2 separate regions of the Rattus norvegicus genome follow, and region 2 is linked to region 1. A link is a contact called in public Hi-C data. All regions are on one chromosome and are shown on one strand. Each heading gives the region's core, a stretch centred on a gene start, on an enhancer-like site or on the middle of the called end of the contact. The rest is flanking DNA. Distances are from core to core; before and after follow the strand shown.

The links. Hi-C and Micro-C count contacts between places; a contact is called where the count stands out from the background.
Region 2: a Hi-C map of frontal cortex shows a contact between it and region 1, with 2.4 times the contacts expected there. The contact joins the promoter of Hey1 here to the enhancer-like site in region 1. A contact is called at or near these places in 4 of 12 Hi-C or Micro-C datasets (Schwann cells, frontal cortex, mammary epithelial cells and 1 more) and 1 of 1 datasets of contacts at active chromatin or transcription factors (oligodendrocytes).

What each region holds. Positions count from the first base shown.
Region 1 is chr2:94,942,967-94,949,611 of GRCr8, forward strand. No RefSeq gene overlaps it. Among named protein-coding and RNA genes, the nearest start is that of Hey1, 58 kb to the right of the region's middle. Within about 2 kb of position 4,730, at least 33 of the 93 cell types and tissues checked have an H3K27ac peak or open chromatin away from gene starts, as enhancers often do. A contact at or near this core is called in Schwann cells, where this site is marked.
Region 2 is chr2:94,999,113-95,006,487 of GRCr8, forward strand. It overlaps Hey1 (hes-related family bHLH transcription factor with YRPW motif 1), which reads left to right and starts at 4,823. Exons shown (of 5, transcript NM_001191845.2): 1 at 4,823-5,072; 2 at 5,283-5,358; 3 at 5,498-5,581; 4 at 5,829-5,910; 5 at 6,777-7,345. The coding sequence starts at 4,984. The coding sequence ends at 7,345.

The DNA of each region.
Region 1 (6,645 bases), core at 3,480-5,979:
TTGATGTGCTCCGCTCAGAACAGCCCCTCCTCTCCTGCCCTCCCCTCCCCCACCTTCGCTCCTCACTAACTACTTATTCAGAACCGTGGGGCAGGGGGGAGTAAATGGTAAAGACTCACCTCTCCCCTCACATTCACCTCTTTAATCTTAACCCTTTAGGTGACAACAAATACATTAGTCAATATCTTCTTTAATGGAGAAAAATAGAGAATAATTTAACTTCTGCAGTACAGAAGTCACCTTAGTGAGCAAAGGTTTTGCACTTTGTCATGCTATAATAAGGCCCTGGGGTCTGGGGGGATTTGGAGAGTCTGGGGTTCTGAAGTTATTTTGTAAACTTCTAAATAGATTCTCTGTCTCCCTACTTTGTACCAAATTATTACCTACTGGTTAGTGATAGAGCTCTATACAGAAATTCCTCTATTCTCATCTTCAATGTTTATTTGAGCATAGAAGGCCAATAAACATGCACATACACACACACACACACACACACACACACACACACACACGCATGCGCACACACACGCACAGCTATGGGGACCTCATCAGAGGAAGGATCTGCTCCCTGCTCCATTCCAGGGTAAAGACAGCATGAGGTCTCTACTGTGTTCTTTATGGCCATGTTTGTCAGTGTTTTGAGTCATTTTACAAATTTTACCAACCAGTCTAACATTGATGAGACATTATCCTCAAGTTCCTAGGCATCATCTTTCTTTCTAGAAGAGTCCTCAGTTCCATTCTTTGTTGCCACTCAATACAAGGATAGGAAATGGCTTCAAACAGAAGATCCTTTTGTGAAAGATCTTCATTATTCCAACTTCACTTACAAACTATTTTAGACGTGCAAACGTGTAACCATGATTCTCTCAAACTAGTCACTTTCTAAAAGCCACAGGTGCAAAACCAAACCGCAGCCACAGCGCTAAGGCAGCCTCAGCCTTGCCCATTGTCCTCCTTGGCAGAGCCGGTGGAAAGCCAAGGAAATGAAAGGGCCTTTGGCAGCGAGTAGACTGGGCAGTCCCATTGTGCAATGCCTCGAACTGAAGTCCTTTCCTACCAAACAGAGGTATATTTTCTTTTATATTGTTGACTTTCACTCTAAAGCTCACTAAAGAAACCTGTGCAATGTTTTCTGGATCAATTTATCCGGCCTTCAGCGCAAACATGCATTTTCTCATCTTTAAAGGGAAGCCAAACCCGGGTCTATAACCCTCCTGGTAACTTTGTTTCTTTCCACGCCTTCACGCTGGAGACTCTAAAGTAGTCATGGAAGGATGAGAACACACTCTCATCTCTTTTCCCACTCTCCTTTTACTCAGCGCTGCTCAAAGCCTGGTCCTCTGACTCTCTACCGCACGATGTCCCAAAGTGGTTGTTTGAAGTCTAGATTTCTGGTCTGCATCCCATCAAGTGGGATTTCTGGAGGACAGACTTTAAAACTTCCATTTAAAATCTTTGTTTTGCGGGCATCGGGGTCGTTCATCTGGTCACCGAGCCTGGTGACCTGAGGTGGACGCCCAGAACTCATGCTAACAAGGTGTCCTCTGATCTCCACATTTACACTGTGGCACTTAGACACACATACCCTCTAAATAGATAAAATGTAATAGAACCATCATGTAGATTAACCTGCTTGCTCTGTGGGTGTCTCTCTCTCTCTCTCTCTCTCTCTCTCTCTCTCTCTCTCTCTCTCTCTCTCTCTGTGTGTGTGTGTGTGTGTGTGTGTGTTCACTCAGGTGCCACTGCATGTAGAAACCAAAGGACAACTTGTAAAAATTCATTTTCTCCTTCCACTATGGCTCAAACTTGTTACTAGGCTTGGCAGCCAATCTGTTTTTCTCTTGAGCCATCTTGCTGGCCCTACTTGTTTTTTGTTTTTTGTTTTTTTGACACAGGGTCTCGTGTAGCTCAGACTGGCCTTAAAGTTCCTATATGTAAGGGATGGCCTTGATTCCTCTGCTTCTGCCTCCCAAGTGCTATTATAACAGAATACATACCATGATGTGTAGCTGTGATTTGCATTTTAAATGGTGCCCACGGTTTGTGTTTATATACCAATATTGTACTCTTCTGTGAATATTAGTGCGTATGACCCAACACAAATACAAACAAAAGATGCTAATTCTACTTAGACAACTTTTAAGGCTTCTCATTTGGATAGCAGCCTTCAAAATGTTCCTGTTTTGGAGTCCTCTCGTGACCAGGAAGTAGGCATTGTCACCAACAGTTTCCAGATAGACTTGCGTCTTCAGGGCAGCCGCATGGAGGCTGGTCGGAGGGTCTCCTAACTCCACCTCACTGTGGACTTGGGACTCAGTGCACAAGATGGAGCTTCCTGAAGCAGCCCTTAGAGATGGGCGGAGCTCCTGTCTCTGAAGCTCCTCATGCTGTCTGTCAGTGAGCATTGCCTTCACTCCTGAGAGATGAAAGCCGGGAGCAAGCCCTGGGCAGGGGCAGAAACGGGACTCTTCGAAACAAAGAAAATCTCATTCTTCTCTGTTCGGCCCCTTCAATTTTCAGATCGCTCCCCTCCACTCCCTCTTTCTTGTAAAGACTCAAACTCTGAAATAATTATATGAAATTAAGTCGGCAAGGGCTAGACTTGTTTCCTTAAGATTGATGTGTTAACAATTTGGGCAGTTTCTCAGGACTCGGGAGGCTATTATTTCTGAGCTAGGCTGTAACATTCTTCTTGTTCCCCGAGTAGGAGACCATCCTCCCCACTAAACCATGTCTCTTTATCCCCCACACCTCGTGCCAGGACACAGCCTAACTGTAGCCAGGCAGAGTTTAAAGCTGTGCTTTTGTATTTGTAAGTGCTTGAGAATTTCCTTCTCTTCTGGGCACAACTATTCACTGTCTCCAAGAAGAAAGGAGGAGACATGGTGATCTGTAAACTTTCCAGACTGAATACAAATACAGGGCTGCCCTTGGCCGCCCGCAGGGACAGAATGGGTGTCTGGGAACTGGAGGTGGCAGAAGCGAGCCTCACCTGTCCATGAAACAAGCAGGCTGTTAGCTAGGGGAATCTTTTTTAATGAGAATTACATTTTTATTTTTAGAATAATAAAAATAAAGCTGAGTGTGTCATGTCCCCACCGTGTGCCACAAAATGAATGAAACTAAGAGATGACTAGGATTCCGTGGGAGCTCTGAACCCAAGCCAGATCGAACTTCCCATGTTCCGCTGGTGAAGGCAGGCAAGGTCAGGTTCAAGAGGGGCTTGCCTGCCCTGACACATCATTTCTAATTATGACGCCTCTGAAAACCCCTACCCTTTAGATTCATTGAGCTTATAAAAGGGTGGGGCAACCCTGTGCCTTTCTGTGCCTCCCTGCCCCTAGGTAGGAATCCTCCCCTTGCAGGAAGTGCAAAGCAAAGTTCAAAGCTTTTGTGGTCAAAAGAAAGTGCGCATGATCCAGTATAACATGATTAGGTAACAGTCAGGCCAGTGCCAGGGCCCCTGCATCACTGGCCAGTTCGGCCCTCTGCAGTACCGGCCTTGCTAAAAGAGATTTACCATCTCTTGCAAATCCGAACTGAGAATACTAATTGGAGACAAAGCTGCTTGGGGCATTGGGTGTTGGGCTGTGCAAGGATGGAGACTTCTAGAATATGTCCGAGGAGATGTCCTCACAAAACACAGAGGTTAGCTAAAGGATGAAGCTTGGGGCGGGGTAGGGGGTGGGGAGTTGGCGCAAACAAGAGGGACAGGAGTCCAGGGACCTCAGCGCGGGCAATGGTGGGTTATCCATGACAGTCAGGCTTGTTCGCTCACTGAAAAACAAGCCCAGGTTCAATTTATGTTATAAGCAGCCTAAAGGGGTCATAAATCTTTCTGGGCATTGAAGATCCATGGAAACTCCAGCCTGATGTCTTTTACATCTGTTTCGGGATCTCAGCCTCTCTCTCTGCTGGCTCTCTGCTTTTTCTGCTCACAAGCCCCATTCAAGCGACTGAGTGGCAGGTATAAAGTGATCTCCCTTGGAGCATTGGAGATGAGGGGTGAGCGTCCGGGCAGTAGGCAGGCCCCCAGGGCTGGCCTGCTGACACTGTAAACTGACACCCGGAGTTGGTGGAAGGGAGGCGGCGACGGGATTGACAGTGTAAGTGGGCAGCACACACAGCCCGCTGGAGGCAGGCGGCGGGTGGGAGAAGGCTGGCTGAGGTGGGTCACACGGAGATTGAATTTCAGCTGAATTAGATCAGAGCTGTGGGAAACAGCTCCTCCTTCACACACAGCCGGTCTCATAGGAAGACGTGGGAGGGCCGCTGGGGAGACAGAGGCAGGCAGCTGCGATGGGGTACCAAAGTCAGCCCTCAGCAGCTAACAGCTAACTTAATTACTGTCTACCTCTCCCCAGTGTGCAGGCCAGACTTCGCAGGCTGGAGGGGGTGGGGGCGGGGTTAGACAGAAAGGCTCTGTGGTGTTAAGGAAAGATGGGGCAGCCAGAGTCTGCTTGTCTAAAGGAGGAAAAGCACGCTTAAGAAGGTGTGGGAAAGGCGTGCAGCTTTGAGCCACAGCTGCCAAAGGCAAACTCCAGGAGAGATTTTGGTAGCTCTCCCCCTACCTTTAGAGTTGGATGTTTTACAACATTTTGTAAACAGGCAATGCAAGCTCTCAGAAAGGTGGCTGCTGTTGTTTTTTTGCTGCCCTAACACTACAGACCAAGCCTCCCATTCGCTTTCTTGGTTTACGAATTCCCCCACCCTCCCAGTGACCCAGAATACCAGCTTTTCTTAGGGAGGCCTCCAAAGGAAGGAAAACTGGGGGTGGGGTGGGGGGTGGGAGGGGAGGCATTTTAAAATCAAAGTAGGAACACTTCCAGTTCTAGTAGAAGGGTAAGAAGTCAGATGCTTTGAAATCCACCCCCTCCCTCAGCAGGGGTGGAAGAGCCTTTCCAGGAGGAGCTGGCACCAGAATGCTTTTCTCCAGGGTAGCCACGGCCTGGCATTTGGTAAACTCCAATTGAATTGGAGCCTTCAAACGATCTTTTATTCTTTTCCCATCCCTCACCAAGAGGCTAGAGGCAAACATTCCTGCAGCAGCTACCCCAGAACCAGGCAGAGAACACCACCTGAGGTCTGCCCTGGGTTCCCTAATCTTCTGATTTGCACATCAGTTTTGAGCCTGTGGCTGCTGATAAGGAAATGACCCCAGACCACTGCCCACAAAGGCCTCTGTTAGGAGCTTGCTGTGTGCCCTCTTGGTTTTGTACATGTCCTGGGCCTAAGGAAAACTGGCAACTTTCCCCAGGGCATGGATGCAAGGCTGTGCAAAACCATGATAACCAGGAGGGAGACCAGACACTGTGCATCACTGAACACCAGGCTTGAATTCTCCATGGTCAACGCTTTGTTGAATGATGTAGGGCGTGGTTTTGGGAGATGGATACCCACAAGGTTCCATCTTGTGGGGAAGAAATTAGGGAGTTCTTGGTCATCTGAGTGGTATTATGATATGCTGTAGAAGTGCCCCTTAAGTCCCAGAAAAAGATTCCTGGATTTAAGAACTACCGCTTTATATTAAAGATTTTTCAAAGCTAGTTTTGGGGGCCATTGGCTCCCCTCAGTCTCAGGCTCTGACAAGTAAACAAGCCTGTCTCCTCTGGGGTACACCACAAGAGAGCCTGGTTGTTGACTCACACAGCTTAACGGTAACAACTGCTGGGAGAGGACCAAGCTCTTGATGAGGCTGCTGAGGCTTCTCTCTCTCTCTCTCTCTCTCTCTCTCTCTCTCTCTCAGCTCAGTGCTCAGGGATACCACTCATAAGAAAGAGGAGAAGAAACACAAGTAAGAACCTTAAGAGCTTCCAGCTCAGTTAGACTCGATGAAGCCATTGAACAGAGAACCGGATCGTACAAGATCTAGATCCACAGATAGGAAAATGCCCAGCTTAGGACAGTGTCAGCCCTGCTTTGCTGGGATAAGGAAGACTCGTAGGGGATCTTGCATTTCGGGCATCGAGCATTTTGGAAAAACTAAAAGACCACAGTACTCAGAACCCATTCTACTTTCTGGAGCCAACGCTCAGGTGCAAACTGCAGGCATGCTTCTTGGCCTTAAGGGAACCCAATTCTGATGAGTAAGTTGATTTCCCAGAACAGCAGTTGAGAATGTTATTATTCCCCAACAGCTGAGGTGTCTGTTTAACATATCAAAGCAGACCTGGCCTCCATGTTCTCCCAGCATCCTTCAGTCCATACCCAGTACAGCATTATCCTCCCCCTCTTTACCCTGAACGTTCCAGCCCAGGGCAGCTGGGCTGCCCTTCCCTCAGAGGCTCTTCCCCATGTAATTCATACATTTTGGTTACCTGCTCTCTCTGCCCCTTCTTTGGTCCCTGGCTGCTATACTTGGCTCTCTTTTTTCTCTTCCTTTCCCCTTCTTCCTATAGGGTTCAGGGTCATGGCCACTCTGGACTCTCCCAGATGTGTCTGCCTCTGGCTATGCCCTCCCACATCTCTATGACAAGCTTTCTCCTCCACCATACCTATGAGCAGTCATGTCCTTTCCTTCCCTTTTTATTTCTTTTTCTCATTCAGTTATGATTTAATTAGGGCATAGGTATGATCAATGCATACATCGATCTTTACATACTCATCACTGCTCTGCCTGTTTGTTATGAGGCAGGATCTCAA
Region 2 (7,375 bases), core at 3,573-6,072, 56 kb after region 1:
TGGGTGGCCCCATCCTCCAATGGGAGGGGTCTTGCCCATCCTCTGAATATGGTCTCTACAGGTTCTATCTCCCCTTTGTTGGGCATTTCAGCTAATCTCATTCCTTTTGGGTCCTGGGAGCCTCTTGCTTTCCTGGCATCTGGGACTTGCTGGTGGCTACCCCTAGCATCCCATGCCCCATTGCTACACACCTCTGTTCAAATTCCTGACCCTCTGTATATCATCTCTGTCTCCTCCCATAGCTGATCCTGCCCACCTTTTCCACTCCCCTCCTCTCTTCCTCCAGAATCCCTCTACCTCCTTTGAGTATTTTGTTCCCCCTTCTAAGGAGGACTGAAGCATCCACACTTTGGTTTCCTTTCTTCTTGAGTTTCATATGGTCTGTGAATTATATCTTGGGTATTCCAAACTTTTGAGCTAATATCCACTTATCAGTGAGTGTGTTCTTTTGTGACTGGGGTTACCTCACCCAGAATGACATTTTCTAGTTTCATCCATTTGCCTATGAATTTCATGATGTCATTGTTTTTGATAAGTGAGTAGTACTCCATTGTGTAGATGTACCACATTTTCTGTATCCATTCCTCTGTTGAGGGACATCTGAGTAATTTCCAGCTTCTGGCTATTATAAATAAGGCTGCTATGAACATAGTAGAGCATGTGTCCTTATTATATGTTGGAGCATCTTTTGGGTATATGTCTAGGAGTGGTATAGCTGGGTCCTAAGGTAGTACTATGTCACATTTTCTGAGGAACCTCCAGACTGATTTCCAGAGTGGATATACCAGCTTGTAATCCCTCCCACCAACAATGGAGGAGTGTTCCTTTCTCCACATCCTCACCAGCATCTGATGTCACCTGAGTTTTTGATCTTAGACATTCTGACTGGTGTGAGGTGGAATCTCAGGGTTGTTTTGATTTGCATTTCCCTGATGACGAAGGATGTTGAACATTTCTTTAGGTACTTCTCAGCCATGTGATATTCCTTGGCTGAGAATTCTTTGTTTAGCTCTGTACCCCATTTTTATATAGGGTTATTTGATTCTCTGGAGTCTAACTTCTTGAGTTCTTTGTATATATTGGATATTAGCCCTCTATCAGATATAGGAATGATAAAGATCTTTTCTCAATCTGCTGGTTGCTGTTTTGTCCTATTGACAGTATCCTTTTCCTTATAGAAGTTTTGCAATTTTATGAGGCCCCATTTGTCAATTGGTGATCTTAGAGCAGAAGCCAATGATGTTCTGTTCAGGAAATTTCCCCCTAAGCCCATGTGTTCTAGGCTCTTCTCCACTCTTTCTTCTATTAGTTTTAGCGGATGCAGGGATGTAGTGGATGCATGGGTACAGAAATCCATCTAATTAATCCATTATATAAACAAACTGAAAGAACAAAACCACATGATCATTTCATTAGATGCTGAGAAAGCATTTGACAAAATTCAATACCCCTTCATGATAAAAGTCCTGGAAAGATCAGGAATTCAAGGCCCACACCTAAACACAGTAAAAGCAATAAACAGCAAACCAGTAGCCAACATCACACTAAATGGAGAGAAACTTGAAGCAATCCCACTAAAATCAGGGACCAGACAAGGCTGCCCACTCTCTCCCTACTTATTCAATATAGTATATAGTACATGAAGTCCTAGCCAGAGCAATTACACAACAAAGGAAGTCAAATGATTACAAGTTGGAAAGGAAGAAGTCAAAATATCACTATTTGCAGATGATTGGACAGTATACTTAACTCCGTGTACAAAGCTCAAGTCCAAGTGAGTAACTCTTAAGAGTTGTTTTGACACAAACCATTTTGGAGACAGGGATTCACCACACAGCATTGGCCTGCAACTCCACATGTGGATCAGGCTGGCCTCAAAGTTAAGATCTGGCTGACTCAGTCTCTTGAGAGCTGAGATTTAAGGCAGGCTGTTACAACGACTTTTTTGCTTCATAGTGGATACAACAAGTTGACTGAAAGCTGGGGCCATGAAGCCACCCTTCCTTCTTTCTGAGCTGCAGATGAGGCCTCATTCCAGCAGCATTTAGTGAGACCTCCCGCACTGATAGCACAGTGCAGAACAAGGGTCTCCTGCAGGTCCTGCAGTAGGGACTTGAGTTATACAAAGGCCCTTTTCTTAAAGGCCAGGCCTGGAGCTCTCCTATTCATTTTGCAAGGTGCCCAAAATCTCCCAGAAAAAAAAAATGCCTATAGCTAGCAACAGGTCAGAAAACAGCCTGGCACTCTCAGACGCCACTACCCAAGGGAAGCGCTCACTACCACCCCTTCCTTCCTGGCTTCTGATCACATCTCCATCTTACATTTCTGGTCAGCTCTGAAAACGACCCCCAGGCCTCATAAAAGGGGCCCCATTCTCTTTTGTCTCCTTATCAGAAGGTGCCACTAGGCTTTGGGGGTACCTATAGCTGTCCTACTTGTGCTCATTGTGTATTGTCTCCCTGGGATGTGAGTTCTGAGAAAGTGGAGCTTATCACCTCTTGTCACCTTTGTCCCTCGGGTGCCAGCATTGTGCCAGGCATGTCGAAGACACTACGTAAGTTCTGAGTAAATGGACAGATGGATAAGCAGCTATGTTACTTTGTGGTGCTAAACAAGGGCTGGGTTCCTGAATTATAGCCACAACTTTTTTTTTTTTTTTTTTTTTTGTACAGGGTCTTATTATACATACAATTCAGGAGAACCTTGAACTGTATATAGCATAGGCTGGGCTCGAACTCATGAAATTTTGCCTCTTCTTCCCAAGTTCTATGATTAGCCGCACAATCTCACATGCCCAACAGGATAGCCTCATTTTCCACAGTATGCATATATGTGTGAGGAATGTCGGTATCTAAAATGGTGTAAAATCAAGCACCCTCAACTTTAACCATTTATTTTTATCAGCCAACCTCTGCTTGCTTCTGTCCCAGCACAGCCCAAATTGGCCAAAACAAAGAAGGCCTTGCCCTAGGTGTCACTGACCCAGAAAGTTGAGAGCTACACAGTAGAGATCATGCTGATTCAGGTGCAGGGTGCTCTGTCACTTTAGGGAGAGATAAGGGATGGGAAGGAGACTGTGAATCACCAGGCGGTCAGAGGCAGGTGTTATGAGGCCCTGAAGGTGGAGGCAGCAGAGAGAGGTTTGGAGGTGAGCTACAGTTTGTTGCAGGAGCCCTTTAGAAGCTCAGCTGCAAACATGGAGAACGTGGATAGGGAAGAAGGCAGTGAACCTGACCTTGGATTGACCACCCCTAAGCGTTATGTGGTGGGATATGAGCACTAGGAAGAACAAAGACAAGATGGAGCGACCTCCCCTTTTCAGAGGAGCCCGGGAGGGCTGAGGAGCTAGCTGGACCTTAGGGTGAAGTGCAGTAAGAACTTTCAAAGGACGCAGGAGGTGGTCTAAAGTGTGTGCAGATGGAGGACTGGACCTAGGGGTTGGCTTTAGTCTGCACTCATGGAACTCTTGAGGTCTAGAAACAGAATTGCTTGCAAAGGCGATGAGTTTGCTTTACTCTTCTCAACGTTTATGAAGTTTTGTTTCACAGACAGGATTGCAGGCTCCAAGAGTGGATCCCAAAGTGCACTCACTACCTTTGAGCGGGATAGACTGGGTTTTCTCTAGGACGTCTACTTCTATGAACTCTGGACTCGGGAACCAAACTATTTTTAAAAGTCGGCCTTCCTGGTGGGGAAGCGGGGAGAACGGTGTGCAGAACCTCATATAGCACCCCAAATGCCTGCCCCAAATGAGACCAAAGGGATGATGTGTGTTTGCGCGGTGCCGGCCAGAAACGTGCATCCCCGCAGCGAAGTCAGACTCAGAAGCAAACACTCAGGCCGCCACCCTGTCGCCTGCTGAGAGGATCTGGCCGCCAACTCTAGGGGGAAGGGAGGGCAAAAACAAAACAAAACAACAGCAAAAATCCCAACATAATGAATGTCTCCGGGGACAGCTAGCCCTCCCTCAAGCTAACCCAGAAAACAAGCGGTCCACTTTCCCGGGAATGAGATGCGTCCCGGAGTTGAGAAGCCCTGAAGGATTGTCACGGGCTCCCAGAGCCCAAAAGGCAGCATCCCTTGATCGGCGCCCCAGGCTCTGCTCCCAGAGCTGGTGGCCACCACCCAAACGAGCGGCGCCTCGGGCGACTGTTCCTGCAGGATCCGCCAACTGTGCGCGCCTCCCGCCGCTGGGCACCGACAGCAGTGCCGAGAGCCGGACGCGGGCAGGGGCTTCCGGGGCCCGCCGGCGCCCGGACTCCGATTACAGGTTCACACCAGGAGCCCGGCAGGCGCGCCCTCGCGCAGCCCCGCTCCCCCGCCAGGCTATTCTTCTCCATTCATGCGGACGCCCAGAGCTGCCGCCGCCGCCGCCAGCGCGGCCGCCGTCGCCGTCCGTCCGGATTGGCTGGCGGCCGGGGCGCCGGCACTTTCCCACGGCCCGCGGCGCGTGCGGCTCACCGGCGGCGCTGCAGGCGCGGCCCTGGCACACGGCCAGGCCAATCGGGGCGCGCCGGGTGGGGCGGGTCGGTGGCTATTGCCGGGCTGGTGTCCCCGGCCGGCCCTCCATTCCTGCCCGCCGCCGGCCCACCGCCGCCCGCGGCCCCCAGCCGAGCTCCCGCAGAGCCGACGCACTGCCGCCGGGCAGGGGCGGGCTCCAGGGGCGGGGCGCAGCGGGCCTGGTCTGCTCGTCCCGCCCCACTGCGGCTGCCAATCCGCGTAGCGAGGCGCCGATTGGCGGGAGCCCGCGGTTGCCCGGGAGCCGCGGCCCCGCCCCTGCCCCAACCTCCCCGCCTCCTCCGCCCTCCCCCTATCCCTGGGAAGGGGCGCAGCGTGGGAAAGGGATGGTTGAGTTTTAACCAGAGGCTGAGCGTGAGTGGGATCAGTGTGCACGCACCGCCTGCAGCCGAGCGCCGAGCGGCCGCGCAGTTAACTCCTCCCTGCCCGCCGCGCGACCCTCCTGGGAGCCCGCGCTCCGCCACCATGAAGAGAGCTCACCCGGACTACAGCTCCTCTGATAGTGAGCTGGACGAGACCATCGAGGTGGAGAAGGAGAGCGCAGACGAGAATGGGTGAGTTAGCGGCGTCCGGCCGATCCGGAGCCGGAGGAGAGGATGGGGTGCGCTGGTGCTGGGTCCCCATTGCCGGGAGTCGTGGGCCGGCCGCTTCTGGCTGTGAGCGATCCTCTCCGCTCTATCCAGCTCAAGTTGCCAAAGAAATCTGAGTGTAGGAAGGCTCTGACTCCTCATCCTTTCTCAAGGCAATTGCTTCCCATCTTACAGAAACTTGAGTTCGGCGCTGGGTTCCATGTCCCCAACCACATCGTCCCAGGTTTTGGCCCGGAAAAGACGGAGAGGCGTGAGTATCTCCCCCCCCCCCCAATTTAAACACATATGCACATTGTTATATTAACTAACGGAAAGAACCACATTGCTCCTCATTGGAATGTACAGTCATAATGGAAATGCCTTCCTTTGTTTTTGTCTGCTTCCCATAGATCATCGAGAAGCGCCGACGAGACCGAATCAATAACAGTTTGTCTGAGCTGAGAAGGCTGGTACCCAGTGCTTTTGAGAAGCAGGTAATGGAGGAAGTATGAGAGCGCCTAGTGTAGCCTTCAGCACCTTCTGATTTCCTCTCCTCCATGCTTCTAACCTCCATTTGTGCCAGGTCGTTGAACGTCCTTACACAAATTCCAACAGATTTTTGTGGATACATCTCGTTTTGCTTTTGTTTACGTTTGTATTTTACATGTATGCATGTTCGTGTGCATATTTTAAGTTCTCCAAAAGCACTTGTGTCGAATAAGCCTCTTGTCATCTTCTTAGGGATCTGCGAAGCTAGAAAAAGCTGAGATCTTGCAGATGACTGTGGATCACCTGAAAATGCTGCACACTGCAGGAGGGAAAGGTATTCCTCTCCAGCTCAGCTGGCTCTGCGCGTGGAGGGAGCAGCAAGCGCAGTCTGGGATTGGTGCAGTCCCTGCCTGCTTTTGCTTTGGGGGTGGGGAGAGAGCTGTATGTGATTGCCAACCAGTGCACCTTCCACAGCACATGGGTTCTTGAACAGCGAATACATCACCCTAGTCCTCTCTCAATGAGCTAATGCACCTTTCAGCAAGTGCCTTCTCCAGGAGCTCCTCCAGTTGTGACAGCCCTGATTTAGGTCAAGTCAGTCACATTTGTCTGTTACTATTTAAGAAAACCTTGGGAAATGGCTTGTTAAAAACAACAACTAGATAGCCTCATATAGAGGATTTAGAAAACGAACTGCCAAAAGAATTTGGAGGAAAGAGACCTGCTGGGGCTAAGTAGAGAAAAAAAAATCTAACAGGGCGAGAGACTGAAGTCGGTGTCTGTCTCCAGCCCCCAGATTCTTCACCAAGGACCACGTGCCTAAAAGCTCCACGATGATAACTTACATCTGTGTGTCTAATGAATTTCACTGCTCTGTGGTTTCTCTGTCCTTGATGTATTTTTTGTTGTTGTGGAGGGAAAACATTAAAGGAGAGAACATAGTTTCAACTGCTGGTAGGGTAGAATTCCAATTTCTGCCCAGCAGCTTCTAATTGGACTTTGAACTTGCATTAGCAAACATATAATGTTGATTAATGCAAAGATTTTGGTCAGCTCCAAAGTATTTGGGCTTGCAGGACCCAAGCATGATCTGTGCTGTTTTATTCCTGTACGTAGTTGCCAGGAAGGGCTGCCTTTGGAGTGGAAGAAATTCAGGAAATGAGCAGAGCCTTGAAGGTTTTCTTTTGTTTTTGTGCACAGGTTATTTTGACGCGCACGCCCTGGCTATGGACTATCGGAGTTTGGGGTTTCGGGAATGCCTGGCTGAAGTTGCCCGTTATCTGAGCATCATTGAAGGACTCGATGCCTCCGATCCGCTTCGTGTTCGCCTGGTCTCCCATCTCAACAACTACGCATCCCAGCGGGAAGCCGCGAGCGGCGCTCACGGGGGCCTCGGACACATTCCTTGGGGAAGCGCCTTCGGACATCACCCACACATCGCACACCCGCTGCTGCTGCCCCAGAATGGCCACGGGAACGCTGGCACTACGGCGTCACCCACGGAGCCGCATCACCAGGGCAGGCTGGCCTCTGCCCATCCTGAGGCGCCGGCCTTGCGAGCGCCCCCTAGTGGCGGCTTGGGACCAGTGCTTCCCGTGGTGACCTCAGCCTCCAAACTGTCGCCGCCACTGCTCTCCTCCGTGGCCTCACTCTCAGCCTTCCCCTTCTCCTTCAGCTCCTTTCATCTACTGAGTCCTTCGACACCCTCACAGGCAGCAAACCTTGGCAAGCCCTATAGACCTTGGGGGACAGAGATTGGAGCTTTCTAAAGAACTGATGCTGTAGAACAAGGGAGGGGA